2 separate regions of the Sander lucioperca genome follow, and region 1 is linked to region 2. The links are chromatin contacts, called in public Hi-C maps. All regions are on one chromosome and are shown on one strand. The core of a region is the stretch at or near the end of the contact, and the rest is flanking DNA. Distances in the headings are between cores, read along the strand shown.

Evidence for each region. A called contact is a pair of places that touch in the nucleus more often than the background predicts.
Region 1: a Hi-C map of liver shows a contact between it and region 2, with 5 times the contacts expected there. The contact joins the promoter of galnt14 here to the promoter of angel2 in region 2. A contact is called at or near these places in 2 of 2 Hi-C or Micro-C datasets (liver and muscle).

Annotation. Positions count from the first base shown.
Region 1 is chr19:14,525,118-14,530,566 of SLUC_FBN_1.2, forward strand. It overlaps galnt14 (polypeptide N-acetylgalactosaminyltransferase 14), which reads right to left and starts at 3,790. Exons shown (of 16, transcript XR_004106500.2): 1 at 3,318-3,790.
Region 2 is chr19:14,328,676-14,334,065 of SLUC_FBN_1.2, forward strand. It overlaps angel2 (protein angel homolog 2), which reads right to left and starts at 3,084. Exons shown (of 9, transcript XM_031308300.2): 1 at 2,859-3,084; 2 at 1-471. The coding sequence starts at 464. It overlaps galnt14 (polypeptide N-acetylgalactosaminyltransferase 14), which reads right to left. Exons shown (of 16, transcript XR_004106500.2): 16 at 5,284-5,390.

The DNA of each region.
Region 1 (5,449 bases), core at 2,540-5,039, 200 kb after region 2:
ACGCATCCACTTCAAGACACTAGTACTTGTATCCTGGGCCACGATCGGATCAGGCCCAGCCTACATCCAGGACATGGTCAAACCTTACACCTCAGCCTGTCCACTCCACTGCATCAGCCAACCTTCTTGCTGCCCCCTCACAGCGAGGGACACCCAATCACTTAACGAAATCCCAACTGTTTGCTGTCCTGGCTCCTAAATGGAGGAATGAGCTCCCCATTGACATCAGGATGGTTGAAAGCCTACACATCTTCAGCCGCAGGCTAAAAACACATCTGTTCTGGCTGCAACATTTTAAACTAACCGTAATCTCAGCTCTGCCTGCCCATCCCTCAACACCTCCATCATTTCAGATCTGCCCGTCCTTACCCGTCTACTAAAGGGCCACAGCAGAGGTTGATGCTCTTGTACACCATCCTGACCCCTTTCATGGGCCTGCCCAGCTGCTCCCTAGTAGTCATATATATATGCACTACTCACAAAATGTTAGGGATATTTGGCTTTCGGGTGAAATTTATGGAAAATGTAAAAAGTTCGAGCTACAGTGGTATTATATCATAAAGTAGGGCATTTAAGTAGAAGCATGCAATGGTGATTTCCTCATCTCAAACAATTTATTGAAATAAAAGCCAACAGTGGTGGGTATACCACAACAAAAAATGTCAATAATAAATGTCTCAATAACTTTTCATGTGCCCTTGACCATCAATTACAGCTTGACAACGACGTCTCATGCTGTCCACAAGTCGAGTTATTGTCTTAGGGCTGGGCGATAAATCGATTTTATCGATTAACTTGTATGTGTAGTTAACGTTGATTTGTTTAAAATCGTTTTTCTTCTTAACATCCGTTGACGCTCCCCTCTGGGCTCCCGTAGTTCCAAACTGGCTCAGCCCTCCCCCCCGCGCGTGCCATAGAGATAAACAAACAACATGGCAGTGACAGGGACTAACATTAGTTCTTTTCTTAACTTGTCGTTTCATTACTTACTTAACTGTAATCTCCGCTGAAATGACCGGCAGCTCGCGGTGCTCTGTACACGGCTCACAGTCACCTGTTCTCGGATAACTGAACCATGAGGAGCACCAAAGGCGGTGTTGATGAACTCTGGTGCGGCTCAGAACCCTAATCCTAAAACCAAGTCTTAACCCTCAAACAGCCCTTTAACCTTGTGGGGTCCAGCATTTTGGTCCCACAAAGCTGTCCGAACCCCACAAGTATACTGTATTCCCGGTTTTTGGACCCCACGAATATAGTTAAACAAGAACACACACACACACACACACACACACACACACACTTGTTCACCTATATAATGTAGTTCAGAATGACTCAAAAATAAAGCAATCAATTCTGATTCTGGTAGAAGTAAAGCCCCTTTCACACATGCACCGCAAACCTGAAGTTTTCTAGACATTACCCGGCCAACCTGAATGTGAGAACTCGAAAGTCCAAATCAGTTGGATCGGACATCAAGCAAACAGTCTTAACCAAGCCAGGTCCCTAAAGTCTGTGTAATCTCCGATAGAGCCCTAAGTGTGACAATTCTCAGAGAGCGATTGGGCGTGTTGATGACGTTTCTATCTGCTCGTGCAGAACTGGGGAAAAAAACCACATCCCAGGGTGAAGAAAAATTATGATTTCGACACCAACGAAAATGTATAACTGGAAAGACGAAAAGATTCGTGAACTTCTGGCGGTACGGACCGACGCCAAAGGAACGGCGAGAGACTCGGTTGTTTATGACCAAATTTCAAACTGGCTCCCTGACACGGTAATCTGCGTCATGTCCTGCCTTCTGCACGCTCTACCCAGGTCCAACCCCTTGCCTAACCATAGTGTTTCCAGTAAGTGAAAACTTGACACGGACAACCTCCTGTTGCGTTTTACATGTGTGCCAATGTCAGGACCTGATTCGTCAGACATTGTCAAAAGTTCATATGGGAAAACCTTAGAAGTTTCATTAGTCAAGCAGAACACGCTGCTAACCTTCAGGAGTGAGACCTCATATCCCTCTTTACAGAAACTCACCTCCTGTAGCATACAATAACATTCTTAGATGGGCTAACAATGTCTGTAGTTGAAAGGACTGACTTTCTAGATTTATGTCCAATATCCCTGTAAAGCATATAGTGTCTGTAATTTAAAGTAAGTGGCGTTTATATTACTATGATATTTGTATGTCCTCTCGTCTCTCATTATTTCCTACAGAAAAGTGTTTCTACAAGATGTGGCCTGTTCAAGGATTTGTGTGTGCTTGTCGTTCAATAAAACAAGGTATGAGAGGCAGGATCAATACAACTTATCCCACCAGCCCCAGTTAACATGCCGCAGGTCTTTTGCATAACAGACATCCTGCAGTGCACACTGGGGACAGACACCAAGCCGGGTCGAAAATGAACACAATTATCTTCACAAAGGAGCCACTGCAATCTGATCAGGTTTTATGATAATAGTCCCTGTAGGGGATGCATGTGTATATTATAGGAATAGCACTAAAAAGTATTATCTTACGAAATAAAAAAGTTGAGTATTACATCACTAAAGAGCCACTACAGATATTGTGGATTAAATATGAATATCCTGTGATGGCATACATGTAGGAGATAAATGCTCACTGATACCAAAGATAAAACTAAAAAGAAAATAAAAATTTAAAGTTACAACATAGCAGATTTTCTTTTAATTTACATTGGGAGCTGACAGAAGAAATACGAGGAGGAAATACTACATTACCTGACTAAGGTTCTTTTTTTCAGAAGGGAATGTACTTTTTAACTCTTCTGAATTAGTGGAAGATTGAGAACTCAGCTTCAAAAAAAAATATTCTAAAATAGGAACTCCTGCCATTTAAATTGCTTATCTGTGCCAATTAGTTGCACCTGAGCCAACAACAACAACTAAACATACATTAACTCGCCCATTAGTTACTTTCATTAAATGCATTTTACTGCCAATTTGTTTGATTTCACTCAATTTCAAATACAGGAGTTTTTTTTGTTGTGGTGTTGCTACATTTACTCAAGACTTGAATACTTTTTCCAGCATTGATGACACACTATCCATGAGGTTTAAGACTACACCTATCCCAGCCAAATTACAACTCTTTATAGGGATGCAAACCCATAAAACAACCACTAATGTCACTATAAACTCATCATTGATGCACTTCGGGATGTTATGGGTTTACTATAGGAGATACCGCTTGCAGTGTGACTGATGTTAACTCCACAGACACAGTGGAAGTCCCCACAGGGATATAATGGCATCTTTTCTTTCGCGCACACACAGTAGGAGAGGTGGTATCTCTACTTCACCTGGTTGGACGCTGTCTCTCCGCCTCCCGCTACTCCTCCTCCTCCACCCCCTACTCCGGTACCGAGCTCCGGCAGCCTCCTCCGGCTCAGCACCAGCAGGTAAACCAGCGCCCCCAGCCACACCAGCACCGCCACGGCCACCGCCAGCCTCCGACAGAGACGCTTCATTTTCCGGTCAGGAGGAGCCGGCGGCGCCCGCTGCCCGGCTGCTGTTAGAATCCCATTATATAGAAGCGAGAAAACAAATAAAAAAACAACCAGACTAAACCGGACAACCTCCACTAACTAACACACTGGTCGGCCCGTTCCCGCCGACGGTAAAACACTGACTACAGAGCGCGCTTTCCTTCACTCTCACTCTCTCTCTCACTCTCTCTCTCTCTCTCTCTCTCTCTCTCTCAACTCACAGAGGCTCGAGCGCTTCTCTGACACGCCTGACGGCCGTATGCGCGTGCGAGTGTGTGTCTGTGACACTGTGTTCCGCTGAGAGAGTCCTGGACCCTCCTGAAGGGTTGGATGGGAGAGCGTGGAGCTCCACCTGCCGACACCCACAACTACTCCACTAAAGTAGAACAGAATAGATCGGCAGAAAATCACCGACGGAGGAAACAGAAGACAATTCAGTTCAAATAACTATCTATTTTGTCCCCGATTGAGGGACAATTAGACAAAAGCTAATCAACAGAGAGTTAAAACTGACTATGGATTAATAATTTGTGCCATTTTTATTTATTTATATATATATATATATATATATATATTTTTTAAACATGCCAATAATCGTTTTCAAATCTTTGGGCATAGGCTCCACAAGCAAGTGAATGGACACTATCCTCATTTGTTTTCTATTGTACACTGTGTACAGATTTCTTTGGACTGTTGGTCAGACAAAGCAAGTAAACGGAATCTTACTTTCTTGACCAAAATGATTAATCAAGAAAATAATGCGCAGATGACTGAGAAATGGAAATATGTATTAATTGCAGCCTATGACAAAAGGCAAAAATAAGAGTAAAAGTGAAATATCTTATCTCTGTAGACTAAAAAAGGACCCCAAAGAAAAAACCCAGAACAGTTCAGATTTATTCTGTACATGCCTGTCTCTCTAAGATCACTGTTGTTATTTGATTTTAACCAAATTCTAAATTAACGTAGGCCATACATTTAGATCAAAGACATGTAACATTAAATACAGAGGGATGGGCGGAAAAAAAGACTGGAAAAAGAAGAAGAATGCACAAAAAACAAATCAGTGATCAAGTGTGGGTCAATATAGCACACATGTATTATTATTATTATTTAATTTATTTTATGTTATTGTATTATTAATATTGGGGTACTGGATCAAAACTACCCATGTACCCGGCTGAAATCAACCCAGTATTGCCATTGATTTTCTGTGTGTAGACTGAGGAGAAAAGCTAAATAAATATACCTAGGAGAAAGAGAGGAGAGAAAAGATGGAGAGAGGAACGGAGAAGAAAACAGGGGTGGGATAGGAAGAGGAGGAGAGGAAAGATCTTTTTCTGTTGCAGTGCAGTGTTTCTGTCACATGAACAAACAAGTTGACAAGAAGAAAACACATTTGATCTCAATAAATTATCAGACACACCACTGGTTCCATCTCATTTTTCGTTATTCATTAAATATGTGGATCCAAAATAAAAATGATCCTCATTAGAAAGGTGAATTCGAGTTGAAATATCTTTACAGTCTTAGCTCGCCATCTAGTGTTTCAGCAGAGTAACTGTCCTTTTCTCTGTCTAAAACGGAGGTACTTTATTGATCCCAAATGTGGAAATTCTGGTGTCACTGACATCAATTTTACACATTCGCATGTACACGTGCATTGTTGTTTTAAGTGCAAACTGAAAAACGCCAAAGGCAGTACCGGTAATTACAAAAATGCACACAAGCAATGAAAACACCCTTTGATACAGACACTGGAGGGGTTGACACAGAATGTATGTTAACACCTCCAGCATTGATACATGGTGAGTGACTTGAGATTGTTGACAGCTTTACACGTTTAAATTGTTCAAACCATAATTAACATTCACGTCAGCCTCCTAGTTGGATGGCAGAGATCAGGAATTTCTGACAGTGACGTTATCTTGGTAAAAGATGAACTA
Region 2 (5,390 bases), core at 1,834-4,333:
TCTGTGCTGGAATCCCGGTGATGGTGCTCCCTCTTGGAGCCTCCGTCCTTGGCCTTGCCTGCCGTCGCCCCATGCCCTTCTCTTCGGTGTTGGGTTTCTTCAGCGCTCCTCGTCTCCTCCGCACTCTTTCTCCGTTTGTGAGGAGGCTCTCTGTCAGGCCGCTCCATCATGAGGCCGGCAGAGGTGGAGAACGGATGCCAGCTACCGCCAAAGTTACCCCGGCTGATGCCCCGAGGGTGTAACGTCCTACCAGAGAAGACCTGTCGGGCTGCTGGGTGGGAGCGGGGGAGTCCAGGAGGCCGGGGGGGGAATCCCCGCACCGAGCACCATGGATGAGGAGCGGGGATGCAACGCGGGAAATAGGAGGAGGAGGCACTGCTGCTCCTGAAGCCAGCCCTGCAGAGCGGGGGACGGCTGCGAGGAAGGAAGGAGGAGCCGAAGGAGCTCAGCTGACGAAGGAACATGTGGTGGCTGGAGGGAGGAGAGGACAGATGTTAGAGGGGAGGCCAGGGTTCATACGCATTTTAATACTTTTTCATGACTTTTTGGCAAATTTCCATGACTATGTATTCCTGAAAATGTCAGTCGACATTATACAATAAGAATAAAAAGCTGTGTTAAAGTTTACCCTCACAGGTTTAACAATAAAATGAATGACAATGTATGTTGTTCATAGTGGGAGTCGTAATATCGCACCCCGAATAGAACGGTGAGGTTAACACGACGTGAAAATACATTTATTAATCACATATTATTACTAGGGCTGCAACGATTATTTTCATAGTCGATTAATCTGTTGATTATTTTCTCGATTAATCAATTAGTTGTTTGATCTATAAAAATGTCAAAACATGGTGAAAAATGTGGATCAGTGTTTCCCAAAGCCTAAGATGACGTCCTCAAATGTCTTGTTTTGTCCAAAACTCAAAGATATTCAGTTTACTGTCACAGAGGAGAGAAGAAACTAGAACATATTTACATTTAACAAGCTGGAATCAGAGAAATCTTTTTTTTTTTAATAAAAAAATGACTCAAACGATTAATCGATTATCAAAATAGTTGGCGATTAATTTAATAGTTGACAACTAATCGATTAATCGATTCATCGTTTGCACCTCTAATTATTATGCTGTGTTAAAAAAGAATTCCATGACTTTTCCAAAACTTTCTGGGTCTTTTTAATGTTTCCAAAACCTTTCCAGGCCGGGAATTTTGCATTTTTCAAATTCCATAACTTTTCCAGGTTTTTTCCAAACGTATGAACCGTGGGGGAGGCGATAAGAAGAAAGAGGTGTCAACATTTAGAGCTGAAACCAATAGAACTCTTTTAATGGTGTATCGACAGAAAATAAACCAGCAACACGTTTAAAAGGGAATAGTTTTTGGGCTTCATTTTAACTCTTATAATATCATACTAATACTTGGATATTTGATTGATTCCCGGTACTATTCAGTGTTCTTCGTTTGTGTACTGCTGCTACATTTCCTCCGGGGTTGAATAAAGGAGGGAAGGAGGAAGTACCGGTAAGTTAGTAAGTTAGTAAGTGTCTATATACATCTATTTATACGTTTAAAGTAAATATAAAAGTACGCAATGACGACAAAAGTAATGAAATAAAGCTAGGAGAGATGAGATAGAGAAACTACTGATAAGGAGGAATGAGGTTTTTCTTTCTTTTCAACTTGGTGTGACAGCAAAAGAGAAAACGTAGCAGAATTAACTGCTGACCAGAAGCTACGTTGGGTTAAACACGTTTTTTTTGTGTGTGTAATTTCAGAGAACTTTTACAAACATGTAGCTCACAACCAAAGAACCAAACGCCAATGACAAGACTGCGTTTAAATGCTGTTGTGTGTGTGTGAATGGTGGTTGTTTAAAAGTCAGTTTAACTTAGCTAGCTGTTTGGAGTCCCATTGAGTATGAGCACAGCTCAAATAATGCCATTATTTTGTAACCGTGACTAGCTAGCTCACGTTAACTTACTCTCCATGGGTGGAAGAAACATCGTTTATGTTTCGGCTTGGATGCATCTCCGTAAATTATTATCAGCGAACATAATCGATATGTCTATGGTTTCACCACTGACTTAAAAAAAACAAGAAGCAGAGTCGCCCAAATATGACGTGACCGTAAACCCGTGTTGCCTTCAAGAACTCCAACAAAGCTCGTGTTTTCCAACTTATACAGCAAAATAGTCCTTTACATGCGACTGGACGGGCTGAGCTTTTATACTATTTAAGGCTAAATAAATAATATCACGTTGTGATACTTGGAAAAAAAGAAGAACACGAAAAGCATACCAAGAATAACAGTTGTAGATAGAAACTGTTAAGCTAAAAAACTAAAGAAATACAACGACAATATTGGTTGGATTTTCCACTGGACTGCCTGCTAGTAACATAAACAAAAAAACAGCAAAATACTCGGTGACGACGTTTAATGATTTCACCACTTTATGGGCCATATGTAGAAAGTAATTCCAATTGTTCCGATAGCGGCTAAAAGCATCATTTCAGGCAGCTTTTTTCCCCCTCGCTGGAACTTGTAGTCGTTTCGCGACGTTTCCTAGCATCGAATGCTATGATGCGAATCAGTGAACGGACTACAGCCGCCCCGGTACGGCGGAAACAGTAGCCCCAATGGAAACGTAGCTCACAGCTACATCATTCGAGAGCATCCCGAAATCACTGAAATCCTCCGTTGTTACGGCCAAAATTCCGCAAAATGTTGAATTAGATTCAACCCGAGTGTGACTACATTTTTCTTCTTTTTTCAAGAAGAGCTGTCGAGAAAACTAGGATGACGAAATGAAAAGGTCATTGTTCTGTAACGCTAACGTTAACATTAGGCTACTTACGTGAAAAAAGAGCCTCTTCTTGAAGACAAAGGTGCCCTTACAAACGGGTCGAAAAGATAAAATGTCAGCTTCTAACGAGCGACATCTTCTGTTATTCCATATCGCTAAAGGAACGGATTTAATATGATTGATAAAGAGCAGTGGTGACTGAGAGGAACGGAGCTCTCTCTCTCTCTCTCTCTCTCGCTCTCTCTCGCTCTCTCTCTCTCTGCGGATCCTGCCCCTCGCTCACTTCAGTGTAATCATTTGCATGAAAGCAGCAAGATAACATCAACACGTCTTTTCTTCTTTTAGGCTTGTGGTGTAAAGCTCTATTGCTGTGCCGCTGAGATCTCTGATTATTCTGATGTAAACACCCATACATCCAGGGTTCAAAATTAACTTTTTCGTCCGCCAGCTAAATTGGCTAGTGAAGGTTCAAATTTCACCAGCCAATCAATAAGATTACCATTGTTTTTTTTGGCTGGTGAGTGAAGCAAACATACCAGCCATTTGTGTATTTTACCAGCATTTGGCTGGTAGATGGTGCAAATTTTGAACCCTGCATACATCCCCATCAAAAATAAAGGGAGTGCAAATAAGTTCCCAAGAACATTTAAAGTAGTCTACACTCCCTTCAGCCTCCTCTTTATGAGCAGAATGAAGTCAGAACAGTTCTTTTTAAATGTAACAATTTTTTTTTGCATCACAATCATTTATTTACAATAGGGGTTAGAATTTCATGTTTTAGTATGAAATAGTAAATAGTAATATATCATATTATGTGTAGCTGAAGTAATAGCAGTAGTAATATAAGTAAAATAGTAGTTTCATCAGTTAGTAGCAGTAATGGTATCAATAGATTAGAAAAGCTGTTGCCTGTCGCAGTGAAGCTATAGTACTGCAGCTGAGGTATTTGTAGTAAGCAGAGCAGTGGTGGTAGTACCTGTAGTTGTACAGTAGTAGTAATAGCATTGCAGGTAGAATGTTTTTACTCCAGTTGTGGTGTTAAAGTAACATGAACAAAAGTGGTAGTATATCTTATTACAACATAAAGAAACATTAAATATGCATTTCAACTTGTAGTTTATTGATTTGAAATGATATTTGGGTCTGTAAAATCTGCAGCGTTCAGTTTGCCAAACTTCTTCCTGCATGTGAACATCACAGCCATTTCAATGAAATATTAGAAACAGCCATTACAAAACCTTTATTCAGGAGTCAAACAGGATATCAGGGGATGATTTTAAACACACTATAGAAAGTGGGAAACAATTTGTAGAGAATATGTTTCCAAAATTAGAAATCCATCATTTGAAAAAGTGACTTGGACAATAATTGTTAGGGAAGTTTAGAGATGGTTACTTCAACAGTTGTAGGTCTAGTTAACTTGAGTTGCGTTTTGACTCTGTTGGAATTTGAAATGAAAAACTAAAGACTGTCACATGACTGGAGGGTCAAAGGTTTGATCTCCACAGCAGCTGCAGTCAGTCAACAACAACAACGACATGCACCAGTGTGCTCAGGAGTGAAATAATCTCAGCTATGTGTCCAAAACAAAGGTTTGGTTACTTTTAGCTTTCATCCAGATTCTGAAAAAGCATCCAGAGTGGACACTTCTACTGAAAATAAATCCTCCAAAGTTGCATTAGCAACCTGAATGAAGCTAATGAGCATCATAAGGGCATTTAGGGCGACTGAACAGTGGGCCTCATTCACCAACCGTTCTTAAGAAGAAATGTTTTCCTAAAGCCATAATTATTTTCATTATTTTGCAGAGCAGTATGGTCTTTTTGCAAAAAATTAACACTATACTAACTTCAATTCCCATATATTATGTTAATGTTGAATCATTGCATCCAATAATTAGTGATTGATTACGCTATTTATAGGACCAAAGTAGGACTTTACTGCTGCTGCAAGATGTTTACCCTGAGGGTGAGAATGAAATATGACGGCTCGTTTGCTGTTAACTTCCTGCAAGTGGTAGCCTGGTTGACACCAGATCCTTCTCAGTTGTAACAGAGTGGGTCTGGAGAAGGTTCATTCACAGCCCATTTCCAAAGGGGTGTCACCAACGGACGCCGCTCAAATGCCTCTGGGCGCAATTGGATAGTCCTTCAACCAATCAGACCAACGATCCGGGTGACGTGGCAGCGACAGCGGCATCAACAGGTTGCTGCGCTTCGGTGGCCGTCATGTTGAACGTAAACAAAAAGCTCCTCGCCGTCGCTGAGCTATCGTCATCGTGTAAAGCCCGCCTCATTGGTTGCCATTGGTGCCTCAATTTGGAAAAATTGGAAATGGGCTTGAATGGGCTTTTGGCCAGACTGACTTGCAGAGCAAATCTCAAATTTGCCAGAAGTTGGTCAGGGTTTTCCCAGGCTATGCAAGCGGTAGCTCCACTTAATAACTATTGACGTTTTTTTTTATTTTTTATTTTTTAATGTTTGGACTGCCTCTTTAGACTTTTGTATGAGCATTTTAAATTAATTCTCTCAACTTTTCTTGCAGTCTGGTGTCCTTTTATTGGGATTGGTGGGGCGTTTACCT